2 separate regions of the Sus scrofa genome follow, and region 1 is linked to region 2. Evidence: chromatin contacts called from public Hi-C data. All regions are on one chromosome and are shown on one strand. The core of a region is the stretch at or near the end of the contact, and the rest is flanking DNA. Distances in the headings are between cores, read along the strand shown.

What was found. Hi-C and Micro-C count contacts between places; a contact is called where the count stands out from the background.
Region 1: a contact with region 2 is called in a Hi-C map of fetal skeletal muscle, with 3 times the contacts expected there. The contact joins the promoter of INSL6 here to the promoter of PLGRKT in region 2. A contact is called at or near these places in 1 of 5 promoter capture datasets (liver), 26 of 47 Hi-C or Micro-C datasets (adipocytes, alveolar macrophages, blood and 15 more) and 2 of 2 datasets of contacts at active chromatin or transcription factors (alveolar macrophages and skeletal muscle).

The regions. Positions count from the first base shown.
Region 1 is chr1:216,790,849-216,794,899 of Sscrofa11.1, forward strand. INSL6 (insulin-like peptide INSL6) reads left to right here and starts at 1,937. Exons shown (of 2, transcript XM_001926013.5): 1 at 1,937-2,258. The coding sequence starts at 1,979. It also overlaps a transcript of CD274 not described here.
Region 2 is chr1:216,689,435-216,693,664 of Sscrofa11.1, forward strand. It overlaps PLGRKT (plasminogen receptor with a C-terminal lysine), which reads left to right and starts at 2,637. Exons shown (of 5, transcript NM_001190217.1): 1 at 2,637-2,717. It also overlaps a transcript of CD274 not described here.

The DNA of each region.
Region 1 (4,051 bases), core at 687-3,186, 100 kb after region 2:
TTAACATTTCATTTATCATTTGTTGTAAATATTACTAACCATAATTATATTTACATTAAACTATTACTGAGAACTTACTATATGCCAAGCACTTTTCAAGGCAAAGATGACATCAAAGCAAACAGAATAAACAAAAATCCCTGCCTGCGTGGAGCTTACATTCTGGTAGAAGGAGACAGAATGCAGATAGAAAACAGAGAAGTAAAATATATAGTATGTCAGTCTGTAGTGAATGGTATGGAGAAATACAAAGTTGGCAAAGGGAACAGACAACACAGAGAATGGGAGTACAAATTTTCTGAGATACATTGTTTGAAAGAATGTTTTTTTACTTTAGAAAAAAATCTTCATCTCAGTATAATGAATATGTTCCTTTCTCAGAGAGTTTCCCATATAAAGTTCTGCCTAGGATGCATGGCCACTATAGTTCTATTAGTTTTTCAAGGAAGGTATGAAATTGTGCTAATCAGATTACATCAATCTTAAAAACAAAAGCAATTCTCAGTTAATTTAACAGCACTCATGGATATCACTGTGAAGTAGGGCAAAGCTGGGGGAACAGAAAATGGAGACAAAGAGGCAGAAAGCAAAAAGGAGATGGAGAAAAAAGCATTGTGAAGATGAGGGAGAACATCATTGACACAGCTGCCGGCACTTCTGAGGCTTTAGCACCTGAGGTTGACTACTCCTGAGATGGCCCCTGACTGCCCCCTTGTGGTTAGTAGGACATCGTTCAGAGACAACACTAACAACATTTCATTTACTAACGACAAAGTAACCTATGCCAATTGCGCGGCCTTTCTCCGCCCCTTCTCTGCTAATTTAGCAAAATGCTCTTATTTTTAGAAGGCAAATCCTCTACATAGCCTCATCACAACCTCAACTAAAATTGTAGCCAGGATAAACCTGAAGAGGGCTGTTCTCACGCCCTGCAGCGCAATGCTCCGTACAGGAAGAGACAAAGACCTACATCTCCAAAAGGAAGGCGTCTCTATTGATAATATAACACGAAGAAGAAACCTCTCCGATCCACCTATCCCAGCCAAACACAAACTATGCAGCCCAACCAAGGAAAAGATCCCACACTTTGGACTTCCAGCTTCCTCACTGGACTCTGGTTATTACACCCTCCCTAACTCTCCCCCCCTTTTCCAATAAAAGCAAGTTCCTCTTCCCTGTTCTCTGGATGTGCATATGGCCAGAGTTCACATATCCTGAACTGCATCCCTCTGGCTATTCCTGAATAAATTTACTTTTGCCAATAAAATAAATGGGTATTATTAAAGTTGACACTACTTATAATGGACATTCCTCTATAATCTATAGCTGAAAGAACCAGAATTACTATCCCAGGTATTCTCTTTGTTCTGGAGATTGAGACTAAGGCCCATTTCTCCCTGCAGAACTAGTAGGAATTTCCTTGCGAAGCTTTGAATCTGAATTTAAAATGCATGTTAACATTTCAACATACACGCCAACTATGTGTCAGGCTCAGAGGTAGACTGGAAAGCAAGAAAAGATGAAGGCCCTGCCTTCAAGAAACCTGGGGATTAGGGGAAGAAGTTATCAGACAAGTGTACAAATAAACGTGAGCAAACCTACCATAACAAACACTACGAAGAAAATGAAAGTTTTCTCTGAGGAAGTTACGTTCCATTAAAAACCAGGCAAGAGAGGCCGGGAAAAGCATTCCACTAGAGGGGACGCTTTATCAGTTAAATGAGCCCCCATATTTCATTAATCTCCCTAGTGTGGCAAGAAAAACGAAGCAATTATCTTAAGAGCTAACAGCCTGCTACCTGTGACCTTCTGTGAGACCCTGGAAGCGCAGGAAACACAGGCTACGCGGTACCGAGCGCCTCGCCTTGGGGTTCTCGCGAGGTCCGCACGCGAAGATCAGAAGGTCTCCAGGCGCGCACGCGCGGTCTTGGCACAAGGCAGTTAGGGAGCGCGAGGGACTTGGCTTGGGGATTCAGGGATGCCGCGGCTCCTCGGCTTGTGTGTGCTGTGGCTTGGGCTTCCTCTGGTTCGGTTCTCCCGTGAGCTGAACGACATTAGCAGAGCCAGGAAGTTGTGCGGCAGGCATTTACTGAAAGAAATAGTAAGACTCTGTGGCAATGTTAGCTGGAGCCAGTTTGAAGAGGAAAACCCCCTCACACACCTGCTTTCCCAAGCCGAGCAGGTTGAAACGTTCATCCCCGACCGGTTGGAAAGCTCCCAAACCACTTTCTCGGTCTGGGGAAGAGGTTCAAGACAAGGTAAAAATCTAAACCAAGGGCATGTGTTTTCATCTTTGTGCATTGCTTATTCCCTAATATCCTCAGATAGGCGTTGAACTTCCTCAGGAAATGCAGTTTGTGCCTAATATATATACAAAATCTCGATAACGCTTTTTTTTTTTTTTTTTTTTTTTACTTAGAGGAAATAAGTGTACACATATGAGCCTAGACATTTGTATAAGAATGCTTTTCCTAGCTTTCTCTTTCTGGAATGCCCTTGTCACCTGGCACACTCCATTTTGTCCTTCAAAGCTTAATTTATGTATAATTTTCCCTGTGAAGTCATCACTTACACTTTCATAAATACTCCATTTTACCACAATATCTAACACGTATTTCTATTTAACTATCATGAGGACCTGCTACATAATTGGCCCCACAAGTGCATAATTGGCCAGTGCAAGATGAAAATGCAAGGCCTATTATTCAAAAAGCAGGAAAAGGCCATTAAAATGACTAAAATTTAAGCTTTTTGACTTTCTTTTGCATATCGCCTCTGCTCACACATAGTCCTTTGTCCTATCAGACTTTACTTAAAAGTTCGTGTACTTAACACCTCACTTAGAAGTCGAAAGATAAAATTACTGAAAACTTCAATACTGGGGTAATAGAGCATTAAACAAAATGCAAGGTCTTTCTAAGTACTGTCTGCTAGCAGAAGGTCTCAATCCCTTAAGACCAGCCCTGTTTATCATACCACATTATAGAGATAGCTCATACATGTTTTTATCTGAAATGCCTAGCAGAGAGCTGAGCACAGGGTATGTGCTTACTATATATCGAATTTATTCTTAGTGATTTTAAGCAGTCTTTAGGAAAATATTTTTATTTCCAATCCATCCCTATCTTCCAACTATATTTTTACATTTTGTGACTAATGCATTTTACTCTTAATACATTTGCCATTTTAAAAGAAGATGCACTTTATAAACTGCCCAGAGTGTCATGTCATAGAAGTTATTGCCTTCTGTAGTAATTCAATTGATTTTATTTGGAAAAAAATTTCGCAAATGTCGAGATTTCTGAAATTAAGGAAAGGAGTAGACTATCATGCCAAAACAAAGACCCTAATGTTTTAAGACTGAAACAAACTAAAACATTGCCTAGCACATTATAAGCACATATTCTTTTTTTTTTTTTTGAGGTATAGTAGGTTTACAATATTTTATTAGTCTCAAGTAGACAAGATAGTGATTCAAAATTTTTATAGATTATACTCCATTTAAAGTTATTATAAAATATTGCCTATGTCCTGATAAACACTTACTCTTTTAGAATGAATGAATGAAACAAGATTATTGCTGCTAAGGGAATGAAAACTTTTTTATTGAAATATAGTTGATTTATAATGTGTTAGCTTCAGGTGTACAGCAAATATATACATACTTCTTCAGATTCTTTTCCAGTATAGGTTATTACAAGATATTGAATATAATTCCCTGTGCTATAAGTAAGTCCTTGTTCTTTATTTTATACATAGTATATATATCTGTTAATCCCATACACCTAATTTATCCCTACCCCCCTTTCCCCTTTGGTAACCATAAACTTGTTTTCTGTCTGTGCATCTATTTGTTTGGTAAATAATTTATTTGTACCATTTTTTTAGATTCCACATGTAAATGATAATCATATGATATTTGTCTTTCTCTGTTTGAATTCACTTAGTATGATAATCTCTAGTTGCATCCACATTGCTGCAAATGGCATTGTCTCATTCCTTATTTTGGCTGAGTAATATTCTATTTTATATTTATACCACCTCTTTTTTT
Region 2 (4,230 bases), core at 1,387-3,886:
GATAAAACACCCTACCTCTCTTTCCTCCTGCCTCCAGTCCCCTGTGGATGCCTCCACAGCCCAAACCCAAGTGGAAACCAGCTAAGAAGAGCCCAGGTAGTGTCTTTCAAAGAGGTCAGCTTCTGGAGTATAGCATAGGACAGTTAAAGGAGAACTGCTATGAGGGGAGACCAAAAGAAGACCCAGATTGTCTACCTGTTTTGCTACCCAGGATTTACCCTTGCTCTTTGCTCAGATGGAGAGAATCTCATCCCCTAAAGATTCTGAGACTCCCAGAATCCCACCAACTACTTTATTGCTATGAGGTGATGTCAGTACTCTGATCCAGAAACTAAATTGTAATATTTGTCTTCATACAAGGTAACAGGGAAAGGAAGGACAGAGAATTAAAAAACAAGGTAACAGGGAAAGGAAGGACAGAGAATTAAACAATAATCAATCAACATAAAGAGCTACAATAGTCCTTGCCTCTATAGCTTGTTACTAGGCTAAAACTGATAATCAAAGATTCCTACTTCATTCTCTTTTGTTTCCCTTACCCTGTGCAGTATCTTAGTAGGTCAGGATTTTTTACCTGGTGTGGTGATGCAATGCTTTAATTTCTGCATGATCTCAAATTTAAGTGCTCCTGACTTTATCAGTTTACTGCAGTTATCTAATTATCATTATTATTGCACAGAGGAGTATTAAGATGGGCTGTGTGAATCTTTGGGTGTCATGCACATTTCTCTTTGTCCTCATTCTGTAGCTGCAACCCAATCTCCCCTTGGTTATTGGGATCTGTTATCCCAGTTCCATCACTATGTGGAACCAAAATGATCAAGGGGGCAGTTTCAGCTTCCAATTCTATAGAACCATGGCTGGGTCCTCCAGTGGAAGCATTTCCTCTTTTTGAATTAGGACTTCAAAATATAATAAACCCAAGGTTGTAGAAATTGTTTGTTGGGTATTTTCCATTTATCACTTTGGTTTTTGTGCCTAGGAAGCTAACCTCTATGGACTACATAGAGGCTCCCTTGTTTTCTGCCTTTCTGGTGGATCTGGTCAATGGAATATCTCAGCAGGATACCAGAGCATGGAAGGACAGAGAGATGTGTCTTTCTTCTCTACTCTATCCCCACTTGGAGCTGAGATGCTAGCAGTATCTACAACTACAGGATCTTACCCCACTTGGCCAAGGATTAGCAGTGACTTCTTTCCTCTAGTGAACAACATAGCTCCTGTTGGGTAGTCCTTTCATACAGTCACAGCTATTGCTCTTGCCTAGTTTTAATAATTGCTCCCTTCTCCTTGTCCCTTTAGACCTAGAGTTAGTAACAGGTTGCCACTGTTGCTGGTTACTGCTATTTACTTAATGCTAACTGTGTTCCAGACACTGTGCTAAGTGCCTAAATATTTATCTCATTTAGTCTTCACAGTCCAATAAATTAAATGGCTTCAGTCCTATTGTAGAGATGATAAAAGTTAAATTTTGGAGAGGATGAAGAGTGACAGTGATGGATATCAAATAAAGGTTTGCTTATGCTAGATGTCGTGCAAACGCTATCACATCAGTTGCTATCCTCTCTTAATGAGTCCAAGACGTCCTGCACTCAAATGATATCATATCAGTTGCTTTCCTCTCTTAATGAGTCCAAGTTCCAAATGGCTTCGCTTCTGTGTGCCCAGGTCACTCTGGCAAGATGGTGGGGTGGTGTTCACTCACATGCAGAGCCTGGGGGAGATTAAATGCTTTCTTCACTGATGTGAGGGTCAGACAAGGCTAAGGGCAGGGACCTTTCTCAAGGCCAAAGCCTGGTAAAGTCCTTGATATTCTTCCAAGCCGTGTAGTAGCAAAGAAAAGTATGCCAACAGTTCCTCAAGTTTTTCCTCAAGGAAACTCAGAGAAGGACCTGACTTACTCAAGACAAAAATTACTGGTGAGGGTGAGAAGAAATGATTACCTCTCAGGGTAGCAGGGGAGAAAGATGTGCTCGGTCAAAGAAACTGGATTGGTAACTCTGACCAGGTCTATTCTTTTTTCGTTTCCTGCCTTAACATTTTTGCCACTTTAATGGGTGGCAATTTAACAGATGGAAGAGACTGAGGCTCCAACAAATTAAATAAACTATGTCTGTGCTGATATTCAAAGGGGGGGGGGATCTACCCTCGACATTAAACATTCTGTAAAGCAGAAAAGCCCTTACAAATTTTTATAACTGTGGATTATATATATTTCAATGACAACCTCATGAGACACATTCTCGAAACAGACCTTACAAGTGGTAGTTGACTTAATTACTGGAGAATAACTATGACATGGCTCATTAAGCTCTCCAGAGAGAGTTTTACTTTGAGAGGGAACATGACTTGCTCAAGCTCCTCGTGGGTAAGTGACAAACCTCACTGAGTCATTTAAGTGCGATTTCCATGCTGCTCTCTCTCTGCCTCCTTTAAATTTGATTGCTGAGTCCCTGTGGTTTTGAATTTTCCTCTTTGACCCGCCGCTCCCAGGCGCCTGGCGGAAAAGAACATACCAGACCTTCAAGGTCAAGCTTGCGGGCCCTTTAAGGAGAGCTGCGCTGATTGGCTGAGGCTCGGAATTGTCTGTCATGGCCAGCCAATCCTGAGGCACTGTGGGAGTGAGGCCCAGTTCCCTGCGGCGGTCTAGGAGAAGCCAGGCCTGGAAGCCTCCGTTGAGACCGGAGAGACCCGGCGCCTCTACTGCCCACTGCCCAGTGAGTGTGCACCGGCCGAGCGGGCCAGGCTGGCCTCAGGTGGCTGGGGAGGGCGGGTCCCCGCAGTTGCGAGTGCGAGAGCTGAGCCCGTGGGGGTCCCCAGCTTGACGGGCCGCGCTGGGCGCCCTCCCCTCAAGAGCGACCTTGGCTTCCTCAGCTGCTAGTGCCGACCAGTACTGCCAGCCTCGTTTGAAGGAGTCGTTCTCCCTTGCATAGACTGAGGGCTCTCCCATAACGTTGTAATTATGCTGGGGAAGTAGGCAGAGAGTTGTTTACGGAAATCAACATATCATTACATATCACTGCAGGAGTTACCCAAGTTACAGTAATTGGGTCCAGGGTGCGCAGGTGGAGTTAACGTAGGGAAAACCTTCCGGAAGCTGTGGGAGTTCTGGGCTGGAATCTATAGGGGAAATGCGCTAGTTTGAATGGAACGCGCAAGCTAGAATTTGTAGGGGAAGTGGTCTAATTTGAATGAAACCCAAAGACATTGAAAACGATCGTAATCATGCAACTAGTTATAAATGCAGGTTGTTAATACGTCATTTGTTCAGGAAATGAGTCAGTGCACAAATCTGGATGACACACTTATAGGTCATGGAATTATTAATTTTTTTAAGGTAAAATCAAATCCTGAATTCCTAGGTGTGACCCAAGGAGGATTTCTTGGAACTTGCAGCCCCAACACTCCTCAGAAATACCCCTATCTATTGCACAGCTGAGGCAGGGCTGGAGCATTAAAGAGACCTTTTTAAGGTCTCGTGAGTAATCAAAGGAAAAAATGAAGGCAGAAGAGACCCAGATCAGCATTCTTAGCCTTCTGAGACACAGTAGTGTCCAAGCTGTAATTAGTAAGGCATTTCTCTCCAATGACAAAGTGTTGGCAGTTTTGAAAACACTCATTTTTCAGGTGTGGTCTTCTTTGGGAATTACAGGGGAGCTCTTCCCCCTTCTACCTTTAACTCTTGGGAACATCTTCTAATACATCCAAACTACAATCCAGACCCAAAAGAACAAGGCCAAGAAAGATGTAAGCCAAAGTCCTAACTTCCCAGATAGTTTCTCTTCCCTAGGTGACTGACATAAGGATTGTCACTCTACTTTGGGGAGAGTCTACCCTCTTATAAATAGGGGCATTCTAAGGGATATAACTCTGACATACGGTGTGTGTGTGTAGAAATGGGATTAGAGGAAAGTTGTTTTCTTTATAAATGTTTGTTGCAGGTGTAAAAATTCAATTATATACTCCTACCTACAGAATAAAGAATTAGGAATGACAAGTGTCTGAGCTACACCTTCTTTTATATCACTTATGTTTCTGCAACATTTCTGGGGTAGAGACACTTTGGGGACTGCCAAGACAGGTCATATATTGCTCCTGCCTTCAGGCAAGTTGTGCTCTGCTGTTGGAGACAGTGGACACGGGGCTGTCAAAGTCTAGAGACAGGAGAGAACTTCTAGATCACCTTACTGGGTGGTCTCCTCCTCTGGCCACAGGATGGAGTGGAGCAGT